Regions from separate parts of the Mus musculus genome. Here regions 1 and 2 are each linked to region 3. A link is a contact called in public Hi-C and Micro-C data. All regions are on one chromosome and are shown on one strand. Each heading gives the region's core, a stretch centred on a gene start, on an enhancer-like site or on the middle of the called end of the contact. The rest is flanking DNA. Distances are from core to core; before and after follow the strand shown. Region 1 has its middle 93 kb from the start of Gm41255. Region 2 has its middle 57 kb from the start of Gm41255. Region 3 holds the start of Ghr (growth hormone receptor).

Region 1 (4,525 bases), core at 1,393-3,892, 120 kb before region 3:
CACTACCAGGAGGTTAGTTGACACTGTTGGTCTTCCTGTGGCGTTGCCATCCCCTCTAAAAGCTGATTGAGACAGATATAGATATTTAGAGCCATATAACCATTGGACTGAGGTCATGGACCCGTATGGAAGAGTTAGGAGAAGGATTGAAGAAACTATCAAGAATCTTAACACACTGCTTTGTAATGGCATTTGGAAAGCTATCATCTGGAGTATAGGAGGGTCTATTTGTGATCTCCAAAATTTAATGTTACACCCTAATCCCATGCTCAGTATGGAAATGAGGGACTTTTCTTGAGATAATGAATCATGAGAACAGAGACTTCATGACCAGGGATTAATGTCTTCCTAGAATAGGCCCAGAGATATTTATTTATCCCTTCCTCAGTGTGAGAATGAAAAAAGAAGTCACCATAAATGAAGCAGAGAATGAACTACAGAGGGCCAAATCTTTAGCTCTTTGATCTTTCACTTCCCGGCCTCTAAAATCTTATGCAATAAACATTTATTGTTCATAAGTACCCAGCATAAGGTATTTTTCTATGACAGGGTGAATGGATAAAGATAGAATAATAGCTAAAATACATTTTTTCCTGTGAGTCCCATCTCAAGATTTGTATCCAGTAAGTGTTTTTTCAGACTTAAACTTGGCAGCCACTGTTAATGATCATCTTAGCAGGTAAAATACTTAAAGGGTGAAATATAGGGGCTGATAAATTGAACATTTTGTGATCAACTGAAGAGTTGCAAAGCCAGATGTGATGGTATTTAAAGCTTTCCCTACCTTGTGTCTAAGTCTGCAACAAAGTGGGATAGAAAAAGAATTATGGGTCAGAATGATTATTGAACATGAGCTTCTGACTGGTATCAGGGAGACAATAAAGGACTGTTTAAATCAGATATAACCAGGCAAGCAAGAGTCTCTCATTTTCTAGCTCTGACAAATTACACCCAGTCCCTGTCTTCCTTCTGTAAGCAGCTACAAATGAGGCACCATATCTTTTTGAACATTTTTTTAGACATTATGCCAAAGGTAGCACTGGCTGAGATCTTGGAGAAAAGGAAACTAAATGAAGAATGTCCAGGCAGCCTGGATGGACTTTCTGTCCTGGAGCTCAGGGAGGAGAAATGAATAAAAAGCTGGGCATTTTGTTTCCTGAATCCAAGAGTCATAAATTAGAGTGGGGTGGGTCAGAGCAATGAAAAGGGGGCGGGGGATTACGTAGAAGAAATCAAAAAATCTTTCTGTCATCTATTGGTTACCACAAAGATATGTGTGTTAGGATGAAAAACCCTCTCAAGATGATTTGCAAACTGAACAGTTTCCAGATTTTTGACTTCTGTGTAGCCAGACTGGGACCTTACTAAAGAGCTAGATATTTAATAGACATGGAAGGAGGGTTCTACCTCAGGGGTGAGACTGAGGTTAAACTACTTCACAACAAATTTTAACACATGTACTCCAAATCAAAAGTCTTTAAATAAGTAAAATTTAGGCTAACATCAAAGTAGTATCCTACAATGTCCACAAGCAGCATAAAATGAGAAAGTCCAGATGTGACAGAAATGATGGTATTACTGGATAAGGGCTTCAAAATGATTTTTGGAAGCATGCTTAAACCTGTAAAGAAGCATGAAATTATTTGAGGAAACTAAGAAAATATCAAAGAAAATGGGATTATTGGATTATTATCCAAAGACATCATTGTAAATTAAAACAAACAAACAAACAAACAAACAAACAAACAAAAAGCCCTAATTATTAGGGTTTAACAGTAGATGACAAGTCAGAGGAAGAACATGAACACAGAGTAGTAAAAATTCTCCAAACAGAAGAATGGACTGAAAAGATGCAAAACAGAGAGGCCTTCCATAACTTAAGGCATGGTCAACTCTAGTAGACATTTAGGAGGAACTCTCACATAAACTCCTGGAAAATGGGAAAGAAATAACCATTTACCACTTATTAAACATTGGCTCTCATCTGTCTTAAGAAATGTCACCATACAAAGTAAAACAGCTTAAGAAAATAAACTGCAGAGACCTCTGAGTTTCAGTGTACAAGTCCTCGGGAAATTCTCTTGGCATACTGAAAACAGGCATAAAGAACAATCCGTATCAGAAAAGTAGATTTTGTTCTGGAAATAAACTAAATATTTGACAATCACATTAACTCCCTGGTAGTAGTTCCATAGAAATCCATCTCTAACGTATTTCTGGGCATTATCGATTTTATCACATTTAGTTTATCATGAAGATTTTTTAAAAAATAAATATAACGAAGATGCACTTTTCATTTCCAGTTGCTCTTTGCTGAAGGCATTCACTTACAATGTACTCACTGACACTCCTTCCTTCAAGCATCAACTAAGACAGAGGAAAGACACTTAATTTGCAAAACATTTGACTTTTGTGGAAGAAAACGTTTGAAGTCTTGTGTTGTACTGTTTCCCCTAACCTGATACTATCAATTATAGCTAAACTGTTGATGATAACGTGGTGAATTCTCTACATTCTGCTGGTTATTCCCTCTGCCGTGTGATTTCCTTCAGCTTTTGCAATCCGGTCGGTTGGGTCTGTTTTCACTTTCCTATTGGCAAGTGTCTATCCTGAGTCATAGTGACCTCCGCCTGCCCTGCGGTAAGGAGGGAGGCTGTTGGGCTCTTGCTCTTGACTGTGTAGAAAGAAGGAATGGCAGCACACTTTGCAGAGCCCAGTTTGTAGCTTTTCTCAAGCACTTCCAAGAGTCACCCATGGATGTCTTTGTATATTGTATAATGTTTCCTGTGAGTAACTTGAATTTGCCCTCAGACTACCTCGGGCTTCTCCAGTTAAGAGGAATCTGTAGTATGACATTTGACTGCATTCTTCTAAATCCCCCAAACAAGCTCCATCATGCCTTACATATCTATGACTTGTTACCTATGGGTTGGGCTCCCTCTGTGGTTGGCTTTTGGGGAAATTAGCCAAAACACCAGCTGCTCCAACTGTGCTGTCAAACCGATGTGACCTAGATAAACAACATTTTCCCCTCTTTTGTCTAAACAATGTTTTTGTTTTTGTAAATTGTTTCTTTTAGATGACAAATAGGGTTAGCCAAATCACTGAAAATTTTTGTTTCTTTATTTACTCCATATGACTGAAGGGAGAAAAGGAAGTTGGTTGGTCTGAGTAGCTCCACTGGTTACTCTCCTCTAATCAGATTCCCACTGCCTTCTTCTGAGGGAAAATACTCCAGTGCACATAGCAAGCAGCCACCCAGCAGCTGACAGATTGCTTTTCTTTTTTTTTTTTTTTTTTTTTTTTAGATTGCTTTTCAAAAGAGAATCTTTCTAGCTCACAGCCAGAATTTTATGAAGTGTTTCTTCGAAGAAATTTGCAAGTCAAACACTGCGCCAGTCTGTTGTGGTTCTCTGGTGCCTGGTTTTGGAAGGTGTTCTTTCTCACCGTGGGCCAAATACACACGGATACCTATGAGTTGTTCTGGAGCAGGTTTAGATGTGCTCCTGAATGGGGCATGGAGTGGAATGATATGAAGGGGAAAACATCAGACAATGTGAAACAGAGGATATTCCCAAATAAGTGGAAAGTATTAAAGACAGGTGAGTGGTTTAGACTGTGGCATAAGATAAAACAAGGCTGCCGTGTTTGAGACACAGAGGGACTTTTTAAAAAGTAAAGGCAACCTGACATTCATTCTTGCAAGATAATAGAGTTTTAGGAGTCTATGGGAGAGACTGCAACTCTGGACATCTGAAGTGAGCATGGAAAGGAAAGGAAAGGAAGCATCATAGAAATGCAAGTGGAACATGAAACCAGGCTGTTTGCAGATGTATTACAGCCCAGAGCTTGAGACAGATGACTCAAGAGGGTTGTAGGTACAAAGCACAAGAAATACCAATGTGTATTTTACCGAACTGTCTTCTAATTTATGTTTTTCAACACGTAATAAAAGTTTATGGATATTTCTCTAAATACCTCTGTATTAAAATAACAACACCGACTACCATCCCCAAGCAATCCATGGCAGTAATACAGTTTTCATATTCAGCCCATTTTCCCTTTTACTAGGACCACTAATTTGGGCTGTCTTTTCTCCATCCCCCAACTTACCCTTTCTTCAACTCACAACAATATCTTTTCCTCTGGTTTCACTAAAATAGGAGAAAACAAAATAGATCTATGTCCTATTCAAAGCACTGAAATTCATGAGCTGTCAGATCCAGATGTAGTCAAGGTGAAACAAATGTATGGACAAAGGGTAGCTCTGAATGTAGACAGACTAACCCAAAACCTTTAAGTTGTTTAAACCTTTATGAAATGTGTGTGGGGGGGGGCTACATTTTTCTTTTACAACTTGGTTGTTTAGTTTTCAAACATGACCTTTGTAGATGACAACATTGCATTGCGACACAAAAGGTTGAACATGTCACTCAGATCTACTACTCTGCTTTCTCTTGATTGATACTACAGGCATTGTCTGTGCTTCAACCTTTTGACCAGTGTTTCATTGGCACACTTGCTG
Region 2 (4,346 bases), core at 1,451-3,950, 88 kb before region 3:
AATTTCCTAAGGTTTGTAAGAACTTCCTGAGACTTGATATATATGTGTGTGTGTGTGTGTGTGTGTATGTGTGTATGTATTATATGTATATATTATATGTATAGTACATGTATATTCTATATATACTCTAAAGTATATATTATATATTACATATGTATATATAACAAAATATATATTATAAAGTATATATGTAATAAATATATACACTATATTTATTATATATGTATATGTATACACAGATTTTAGAGTAGCATTCTGGTTACACAAAGGATTAAAACACACATTATATGCAAGATATTTATGATTTATTCACAAGCATTGATTTACTATCAAACAACTCTCTTACAACAAAAGAAGAATTATGTTTCAATAGATAAGCATTTTTCATGAAAACTATAAGAAATGGAGACCCAAATATCGTACTGCTTATGGTTTCACCAGAAGATACAAGGTTTCTGTGTTAGAGGAAAGGAAACTTATTACTCACAGTAGAGCAAGGTACACAAACAGCAGAACATCTGTGTTAGCTCTATTTGTCCCTATGTTTTGTGGAGTCTAAGTAGTTGCTACATATATAAAGGCTTTGTGTTACAGCCAAGGAGATTATTACTGTTTAGCACATGGAAAAATTCAAGATTAGTCTTTGTCTTGAAATCACTGTCTAACCCTTCAAGGTTGCTTGCTGAAAACATAACTGTGGTATATGTTAGGTAACAAGTATTGAAGCTTTGTACTCCTGGAACTCCCACCCAAAGTATGGAGAGATACCGAAGATCCATGGTCATTTCCTCTTTGAATAGTGACAGTATGTCCTGACCTACACCAAAAGGTCCAAACTTTCATTTTCAAAAGCAAGATCGATCTAGATTTTGTGACACTTAAAGTAATGATTTTGTGAGGTAAAATATTATATATTATTAATATAACATGAACATATATGTACATGGCATATGAAAACTGATAGTCTATAGAAACTGCCCCCCCCCCCACTTCAAATATATCTTTTTTTCAGGGTACAAAAGTTTATTGTCTACAAGAACCAATCAGGCAACCCAACACAAGAATAAATGGCTCACTCCAAGAGAACAATAGACCTGGGTGGTGGTGGATAGCAACTCTCAGAGATGCTAGCACACCTATGAAATGGAAGAGCATATTGTAAACCATTCTTCCATGATGTATTGCTGACACATGACAATTCTGCCTGCAAGAATGTGTAGAGAGAGAATGCCCTCTGTGTGACGAATAGGCAGTGCTAATCTGGAAAGGTGCAGGGGCTATTGGCAGGACAGTGGCTGGACTCGAGTCATTGCTGGCAGATGCTATGGAAGTCTTCCAGAGTTCAGAAGTCTCTCTGTGTTGGGGGAAAGCCCTCTTGCAGAAACTTTCTGCAGCTGTTGGCATGGCCCTGAAATAATGCTATATTTAACTTTTTAACCAAGTCACAAAGGACCTTAACCACAACTTCTTTCTTACATCTGGGGTAGCTAATTGTGGAGCCAGGTAATGGTGGCATGGTCTGTCCCCTTCTGGAGTTCCTAATAGTTGCATTAGGACTATATGTCAAGCTTACCATCTACTGTGTAGATGTCTTCATTACCCCCTTGACTATTGTGGGATCAATGAGCAGACTAGACTCCTCATGATTACTGATCACTTTTAACCCCCTTCTCAAGGTCTTCAGAAGCATTGCTGAAGTCCCATTGAATCTGGATAAGTGGACAGACATTTCCTGAAATATCCTGTTAAGGCAGTAGAGCCAGAGTGGTGGGCTGAGCCTTCAGTCAATGCTTGGCAGTTGGGCCCATATGTTTTGTAGAGTCCTTTAAGGATTGCTGATTAAAACGGCCAGATGTTGGGTCTGCATGGAATCCAAGCTTATCACCCCAATGTTGTGAATAGGGTGGTTTTCTGATGGGTTGTATACCAAGTTGTTCAGACATTCCAGCTCATTGAGGTCCTGTTTGACTGGATGAAAGTTGTCCTACAAGTGCATGATGAGGGCATTCTCATAGCCCTCTCTCATCTCCTTGTTGTGCATGCCATTTCTTAGGTTGTCTAACACCCTACCTTCTCTGGAGCAGAGCATCTGAATGGTTCTAAGATCTTCATGTTCACTCCAACACTCATGTCTGCCTTGTGACTGTGGCCACTCAAATGATATCTTATATAGTCACACTATTTAGGGGTATTTATCAAGTGTCCTATACTATCCTAAACAGTTTGTGCATATTTTATTCTAACAACTTATGGTTGAGTGCTAATATTCATATTTTAGAAGAGAAATTGTATATAACTGAGGCTCATGGCTTTGGAAATTAAATCGATTTACTCAGCTAAGAGACATGGGGGGTGTTGGGAGAGATTCCAAATCTCTATGTATGACTGTGATCTGCATCATTATGAACTGGGAATGGTTTGGAGTGGGCAGAGCGAGGCAGATGAGAAGACAGTGCAAGGCAGGAGACAGATGGAAAAGCCATTGTCAAGGGGAATGGAGAGAATTGGAAACAGAGTAGACTTGAGAAACAAAAAGGTTGGCAGAATTCTCTGTGAAGTTTGAAGCTGTCTGGAGAATGATGACAACTTTGACAAACATAAGAACATTCAGTGAGAGACAGAACACATGCACGAAAGGGAGTGAGTAACTCGGGTTAGGAGAGGAGGGGTAGGGTGATCTCAGTATCAGCCATGCCCTACGTAGGCCTTCTAAGCCCAGATAACCAGAGAGACCACAGGGCCAGAAGTCCAGCAACCCATGGGCACAGATGCAGAGGGAAAACAAAAAAGTCAAGTGTTGCAACAGACAGGAGATTTGGAAGGAATGGAAAACATCAGGTTTAAATTTTCCCAGTCTTGAATTTTAGGGCTTTTTCTTGCAGGAAAACCACTTCAATCATGTTTACTGATGATTGGTGAGAGGGTGGGGTGTGAATTATATTGGCTCATCACTTCTCAGTTAAAATTTTATCTTTTGAGCTGAGACACTTGCTTTTTCTCCCAAGAAAAAGGCAAAACAACTTAAATCACAGAGCATCCAAGAAAAATAAACTTTATTGAATTAGTTTCTTATTCATTAGAGTCAAGGAAGCTTAGCATTTTTGTCTTATTTCTGGTTTGTTTATGATATTCTTAATTAAGTTTTGTTCATTTTAAGTTGCAAAAGAAGCTTGTGACCAATAGGAGCATCTTGTGAATTTATGGACACAAAGTCAACTGAGTTCTTTAATACAGTATTATTTTTCTGTCATCAATGTTTGCATGAATCTACACATAATTAATTCAGATTTTCATGTGGGGAGTAGATAGCATCAGATGAACTTGCATGACTTCGATTCTGTAGCTCAGTGCCTATTGAAGCATACACCTGGAAAAGCAAAGAACATCTAAGCACCTGGGTGTAGGGCCTTCCCCCCTCACCTATACTTACCAACACTCTTAGCTTTTGCTGTTAGTTGCTGTTGCTTTCACAGAATAAAATTTTTCTATATTAGCTGTCTTTGCTTCATTCAGCTGTGATAATCAAGACTTGTTCATATATGTTCTTTTCTTTTAATTGATTGATATCTTGTTGTATTGTAATAGAATCCCCTTGAAGAAGGTGCATATAAGATCTTCATTGAGATCTTATCATACTGAGAAATGATGAGAAGCTAATGAGTGATCTGGCTTTAAAGTAGAAATACATAAGAAGGGCAAGAATTAATTCTTCCCAGGTTTATTCAAGGAGACTACTAAGTGTTGTCTGTGAAGTAGAATCATCATTGTCACTTGGGAAGTTTGTTAGACATGTAGCTCCTTAAGCTCCCTCAAAGCTCACTTTATCAGCAACCCCCGGGGAAAGAGGGTTAATTCCACCAACTTTGTTTATAGCAAGTTCCACAATCTTGACACATATTGAAATTTAAGAACCATTAGGTAACTGAATTTACTCAGCACAAAAGAATAGTAGGACAAAATTAATACAACTTATTTTTCCTCAGAAGGGGTTTTCTGGAATTTTCGTTAGAAGAAGTAGTGTCTGTCCAATGACCTTAGTTGGGTATATGTGGGCAAACTTCTTTACATAACAGGCTCTCATTTTTCTAATGTGTAAATGTAATACTTAAAATTATAGAACTACCTAAGAACACTAGATTTTGTTCCATCAGCATCTCTAGAGGCTAATAGCATTTATTTATAGGAAGAAAGAAGCTGGACTAATCATCATTAGGGAATACTAACATATGCACACAACAATGAGGCCAACATCTTTTAGTTGAGCTTCAAGCACACTTCGTTCAAAAAAAAGGATAAAAAATTACAAATCACATGTCGAAAATCAAGGTAACCTCTGTGTGTGTGTA
Region 3 (4,690 bases), core at 254-2,753:
CGGTTACTTTGAAAACAGAAGTTCCAAAGAGTTTGGTCCTCTGTTTCTCCGTTTCTACCCCATCCATCACCTTAGTGTGGAATTGCTTATTTTATTCTTTTGCAGTGCTTAAACGTTTTACTGTGACTCTGGGTCTGAAAGCTAGTGAAAAGAGGGGGTGGGGGTCCTTTTTAAAGCTGAGGCTGTTAGGAAGGTTAAAGATAAGTGAGCTTACAACTAGCTGTCAGAACAAAGCAAACAGTAAAAAGACCACATGACCAGTTGCTCCACCAGATACAAGACAGCTAGACAGCCCCGGGGCTGGACTTTTGTACCTTTGTACTCTATGCCTGGAGAAGAGAGTGGTGAAGCCGTCTGGTGCTTCGTGACAATACTTACACAGCACTCTGACTTTAAGAAGTGCTTTGACAACTCCCATCTTGGTTAATTTTTTTTTTTCAACAAAATGGACCTAGGTAGCAAGAGCCTGTTGTCTGATAGACAAACTGTGTCTTTCTCTAGGTCACAAACAAGGACAAACCTCAGGCTGGACCTTATTCGTGCCTTCCCTGCAGACCTGTGTTCCGTACTAACATAGCTCTCTTCAAACAAACATGCATTCTTGGTAAATTACCTACTTTGTCTCCACTTTTTTTATTTTAACCTCTCGGATTGGAATGTCTTTAATGTCCCAGTGAGCAGGAGTTTGAAAATTGGAACCAACTAGACAGATAAAAGCCTAGTACACCCCGGCATAGTCTTACAAGAAGTGGATGCTCACAGTCAGCTATTGGATGGATCACAGGGCCCCCAATGGAGGAGCTAGAGAAAGTATCCAAGGAGCTAAAGAGATCTACAACCCTGTCGGTGGAACAACATTATGAACTAACCAGTACCCCGGAGCTCTTGACTCTAGCTGCAAATGTATCAAAAGATGACCTAGTCGGCCATCACTGGAAAGAGAGGCCCATTGGACATGCAAACTGTATATGCCCCAATACAGGGGAACGCCAGGGCCAAAAAAAAAATGAGAATGGGTGGGTAGGGAAGTGGGGGGGAAGGGTATGGGGGACTTTTGGGATAGCATTGGAAATGTAATTGAGGAAAATATGTAATAAAATATTTTAAAAAATAAAAATAAAAAAAATGGAAAAAAAAAAAAGCCTAGTAGACTCATCACACTTCCCAAGGCTACTTCTTCCTGTACCTGCAGGAGGTGCACTGCTCTCTTTGAACTTACAGCCTGTTCTTGAGGACTTCTAGATACTGCCTTCTTTGGGGGAACCCGATGGGTGGAGAGGAGGGAAGTCTCCCGCAACTACCAATATTTTCCTCTAGGAGGAGCCCTGCCGCCCAATTGAGAGCGACACGCACCAACTCGCAACTCCTCGCCAGAAAGCTTCATCCCAGCCCTGCGGACTGAGTAGCGGGGGCGGCGTTCAGCCTCCCCGCAGCGGCCCCGGAGCTAGCTGCCCTCAGCTCCCGCTGCCCTTCCCCTAGGCAGCCTGGATCCCCGAGGCGGCGGCGGGTCCCTCGCAGAGCCGAACGCCAGCCGCCTTTTCCCACCCCTCCCCTCTCTTCCTCTCCCCTCCCCTCCCCTCCTCCCTTCCCGTTTCACCCCGCCCCCTTCCTCCTCCCCAAGCCTGACAACCCACGAGCTGCCAAGCAGGGCGCAGCCATGGGAAGAGGAGGCGGTCTAGGGAGCGGCGGCACTGGCAGAGGCGGCTGCTACAGCGGCGGTGGCGGCGACGGCTGTTACTGAACCCCGGCAGCCGCGGGGATCCCGGGCTGGGTCCACGCGGGCCTGAGGCCTCGGCTCCAGCAGCCCCCAAGCGGACACGAACCCGCGTTCTGTCTCCCGAGGCGAAACTCCGAGGTACTGGAGGGGAGTTCTTATTTCCCTCACATTGTGCCAGGAGACCTGGGAGTAGACCCGGGCATGCCAACTGCTTGTGAAAAATTGGGGTCACTTTTATGTATTTGCCCCGATAATTTTATTTTATTTTATTTTATTTTATTTTATTTTATTTTATTTTATTTTATTTTATTTTATTTTGATGAGTTTAGAGTGGGTTGTATTCCCTTCTCAAAAGTTGTTTTCTGCTGATGGGTTGGTGTAACCCGATCCTCCGTGTCCTGGAGAAGTGTGTGTGTGTGTGTGTGTGTGTGTGTGTGTGTGTGTGTGCGCGCGCGCGCCTGTGTGTGTGTGTGTGTGTGTAAGTTGTTCTTGGTGCTGAGTGAAGCTGAAAGTTGATGTGGGCGACAAGGAATGGGGGGCAGCAAGCGAACTGTCCCAGCCTGGAGCCTGCTCCAACCAGGTTGTGAGATGCAAGGAGAGGTTTCTTCCTAAGACTGTTTTCTTGGTCTTAAAAGTTTCGCGAGTGTGTTTGTCACCATCAGCCTGCTAACCTGGAGCAAGGACTGTGGAAGCTGCTGCTGCTGTCTGAAGCGAGCTCCTGGTTGGGTGTGATGGCCTGAGGGACTCCGGAGGGTGGGTTGTGAAGCACGCGACCCCCGCAGCGCTCTGCCTTTGCGCAGTCTGTGCAGGCTGCAGCTGCAAGCTGGAAGCAGAGGAGCTGGAGTCAGAGTCACCGACGCCAGAGCCTCCATGAACTGGGGTGAGTGGAAATTGTGGCAAGCCAAACTGTCCCGGCGCTGGACACACTCGTGGTTATGAAATCAACCAGGCTCAAAGTTCTGATAGAACTGCAGAGTCTTGAGAGCTGAGCGGGTGAGTCGGGTCACGTCTGGAGAGAGAGAGGGAGAGAGCTGGCTGCAAGCAGTGGTTGTAACATGGGACTATCCGCTTGTGGGTGCGTGGGGAAATCTATTTCTGGGCAAGGACTTTATATATAGCACCGGGGAGTACGTCTGCTGGGACCAGGGTGCAGGTTTCCGTGGTGAGCTCTGATGTGTGTGCTGAAGAGGTGTGCAGTATGTATGTGTGCTGTATGTTTGCACGCGTGTGTGGGAGCGCATTGGGAGGTGTGTTGGCTTCCTGAATCAGGGTGTTGAGTGGGAGAAAGAAACCATAGAGATGCTGCCTGCTGTTTGTATCTCCAGGAGGTCTTGGCCTGACAGAGAAAGGTAGTGGGAAGGCAGAGAGTTGAGAAGACACAGCTGTTCCTGAATAGGAATAAATTTCCTGGACTTTAAAATACCTAACTTAACTTGCCTTGGAAGGTCTGAGGACTGGAAATGGGGGTTTCTGGAGTTCTCAGGAAAGCTGAGTGGGAGGGCATTTAAATGTCTAGGAGAGGTATGCATGTGTGGTTACAGAATTTGAGAGACCAGAGCAGATTTACTGTGGATCTGTCTGTCTCCCGGGTGCTGCTGTTTGTGTCCGGGTGGGGATAAGAGGTCTCAGTGAGGGTGTTTCCTCCTCAACTCCCCGGATGTAGCTGAGACAGTGCTTACCTCTTCCTACAGAAATTGGATCTGTGGTAGCAACTAGAACTATGTAGCTGTTTTCTACATAGATCACAAGAGGTATCACCTTATTCTTGATGTGGCAGCTACTGAAATATATTCACAGATTGAAATGTTACATAGAAATTAAGTAAAATAACAGAAACAAAGTATCAGAGATTATACATTGTTTATATATTATATATGTACAATAAACTATATATTATATATGTATTATATACAATATGTATATTTTAAATGTGCACACGTATATTGTATATGTATATATTATACATATATAATATGCATACATATAACATATATGCTGGGCACACATATACATATGTATGTGCTTATGACTGTATACAAGTATGTATGTATATTCTGTAGCTGGGACATTATTTTTCCTTTTGAGAAAAGCAAAGCCCTGTTCTGAGATTAGATGCCAAGAGGTCTCCAGCCATTCATTTCCCCTCCATAGAGACCTCTGGGTGGACTAAAGGGTGCATGCTTGCCAAGAAACTCTGGGCAATTATCATTTGTAGATTACAAAGCCCTATCCAGTCTTCATTGCCTTCTTCCGTCCTTATAAACTTTTGGCTTCACATTAGTCTAAAGGAAAAAATTGGTCAACCTACATTCAAAAATCTCTCCTTTTTCTTTTGGGAATAAACATATCACAGTGAAATTACTGTTTTGGTCTCCTGAATACCATGGAAAGGCCATGCTTAATGAGCAAGGTGTGAAGTGAGTCTGTAAATGCAGTGGCCATGTGACGACATTACTGCATAGTGTTTCAAAGTGAGTCTAACTTTGCCCTGCAAATATTTGTATTAGTCGGGGTTTGCGGCTGTGTTTCTGATTATTATTTTTAAACAGTAGACTGCACCTCATAAATCACTTTCAAATGGACACAACAGGCCTTGACTATGCTATCTCTGGCGCCCGTGTTAACAGATGTTTACAGTGCTTGGTAACCTATGGGACTGTTATGTAGAGTGTCTTGTTAGCTCAAGACACAGTGTTTATAGCACCATGTAATAAATGAAGCTACAGTTGCAGCCTGCTTCTGCCAAGTGCATGAAACACCCCAGTGTGGAAACAAATCTTGAAGTTGCTCCAACTTGGCCAGCCTTTTTGGCTTTCTGCTGCTAAGCATTGTTAATGTACAGATAAATCTGAGTGATATGCAGGAATATGGGGCACCAGATTGTTTAACTCACACACACACACACACTCACACATACACACACACATGCACACACATACACACACACATGCACACAAAGCACGGGCTCTACTT

What was found. Hi-C and Micro-C count contacts between places; a contact is called where the count stands out from the background.
Region 1: a contact with region 3 is called in a Micro-C map of brown adipocytes, with 3 times the contacts expected there. The contact joins the enhancer-like site here to the promoter of Ghr in region 3. A contact is called at or near these places in 4 of 39 promoter capture datasets (the 3T3-L1 cell line, 3T3-L1-derived adipocytes and liver) and 12 of 484 Hi-C or Micro-C datasets (the C2C12 cell line, adipose-derived mesenchymal stem cells, brown adipocytes and 7 more).
Region 2: a contact with region 3 is called in a Hi-C map of 3T3-L1-derived adipocytes, with 3 times the contacts expected there. The contact joins the enhancer-like site here to the promoter of Ghr in region 3. A contact is called at or near these places in 3 of 39 promoter capture datasets (the 3T3-L1 cell line and liver), 5 of 484 Hi-C or Micro-C datasets (the 3T3-L1 cell line, 3T3-L1-derived adipocytes, the C2C12 cell line and 2 more) and 1 of 9 other capture datasets (adipose tissue).

Annotation. Positions count from the first base shown.
Region 1 is chr15:3,705,973-3,710,497 of GRCm38.p6, reverse strand. No RefSeq gene overlaps it. Among named protein-coding and RNA genes, the nearest start is that of Gm41255, 93 kb to the right of the region's middle. Within about 2 kb of position 2,642, at least 69 of the 459 cell types and tissues checked have an H3K27ac peak or open chromatin away from gene starts, as enhancers often do. A contact at or near this core is called in 3T3-L1-derived adipocytes, the C2C12 cell line, adipose-derived mesenchymal stem cells and 6 more, where this site is marked.
Region 2 is chr15:3,669,770-3,674,115 of GRCm38.p6, reverse strand. It overlaps the pseudogene Gm18420. Among named protein-coding and RNA genes, the nearest start is that of Gm41255, 57 kb to the right of the region's middle. Within about 2 kb of position 2,700, at least 10 of the 459 cell types and tissues checked have an H3K27ac peak or open chromatin away from gene starts, as enhancers often do. A contact at or near this core is called in 3T3-L1-derived adipocytes, where this site is marked.
Region 3 is chr15:3,580,165-3,584,854 of GRCm38.p6, reverse strand. It overlaps Ghr (growth hormone receptor), which reads left to right and starts at 1,503. Exons shown (of 11, transcript NM_010284.3): 1 at 1,503-1,855. RefSeq lists a cis regulatory region at 1,313-1,447 and promoters at 1,583-1,767, 294-1,767.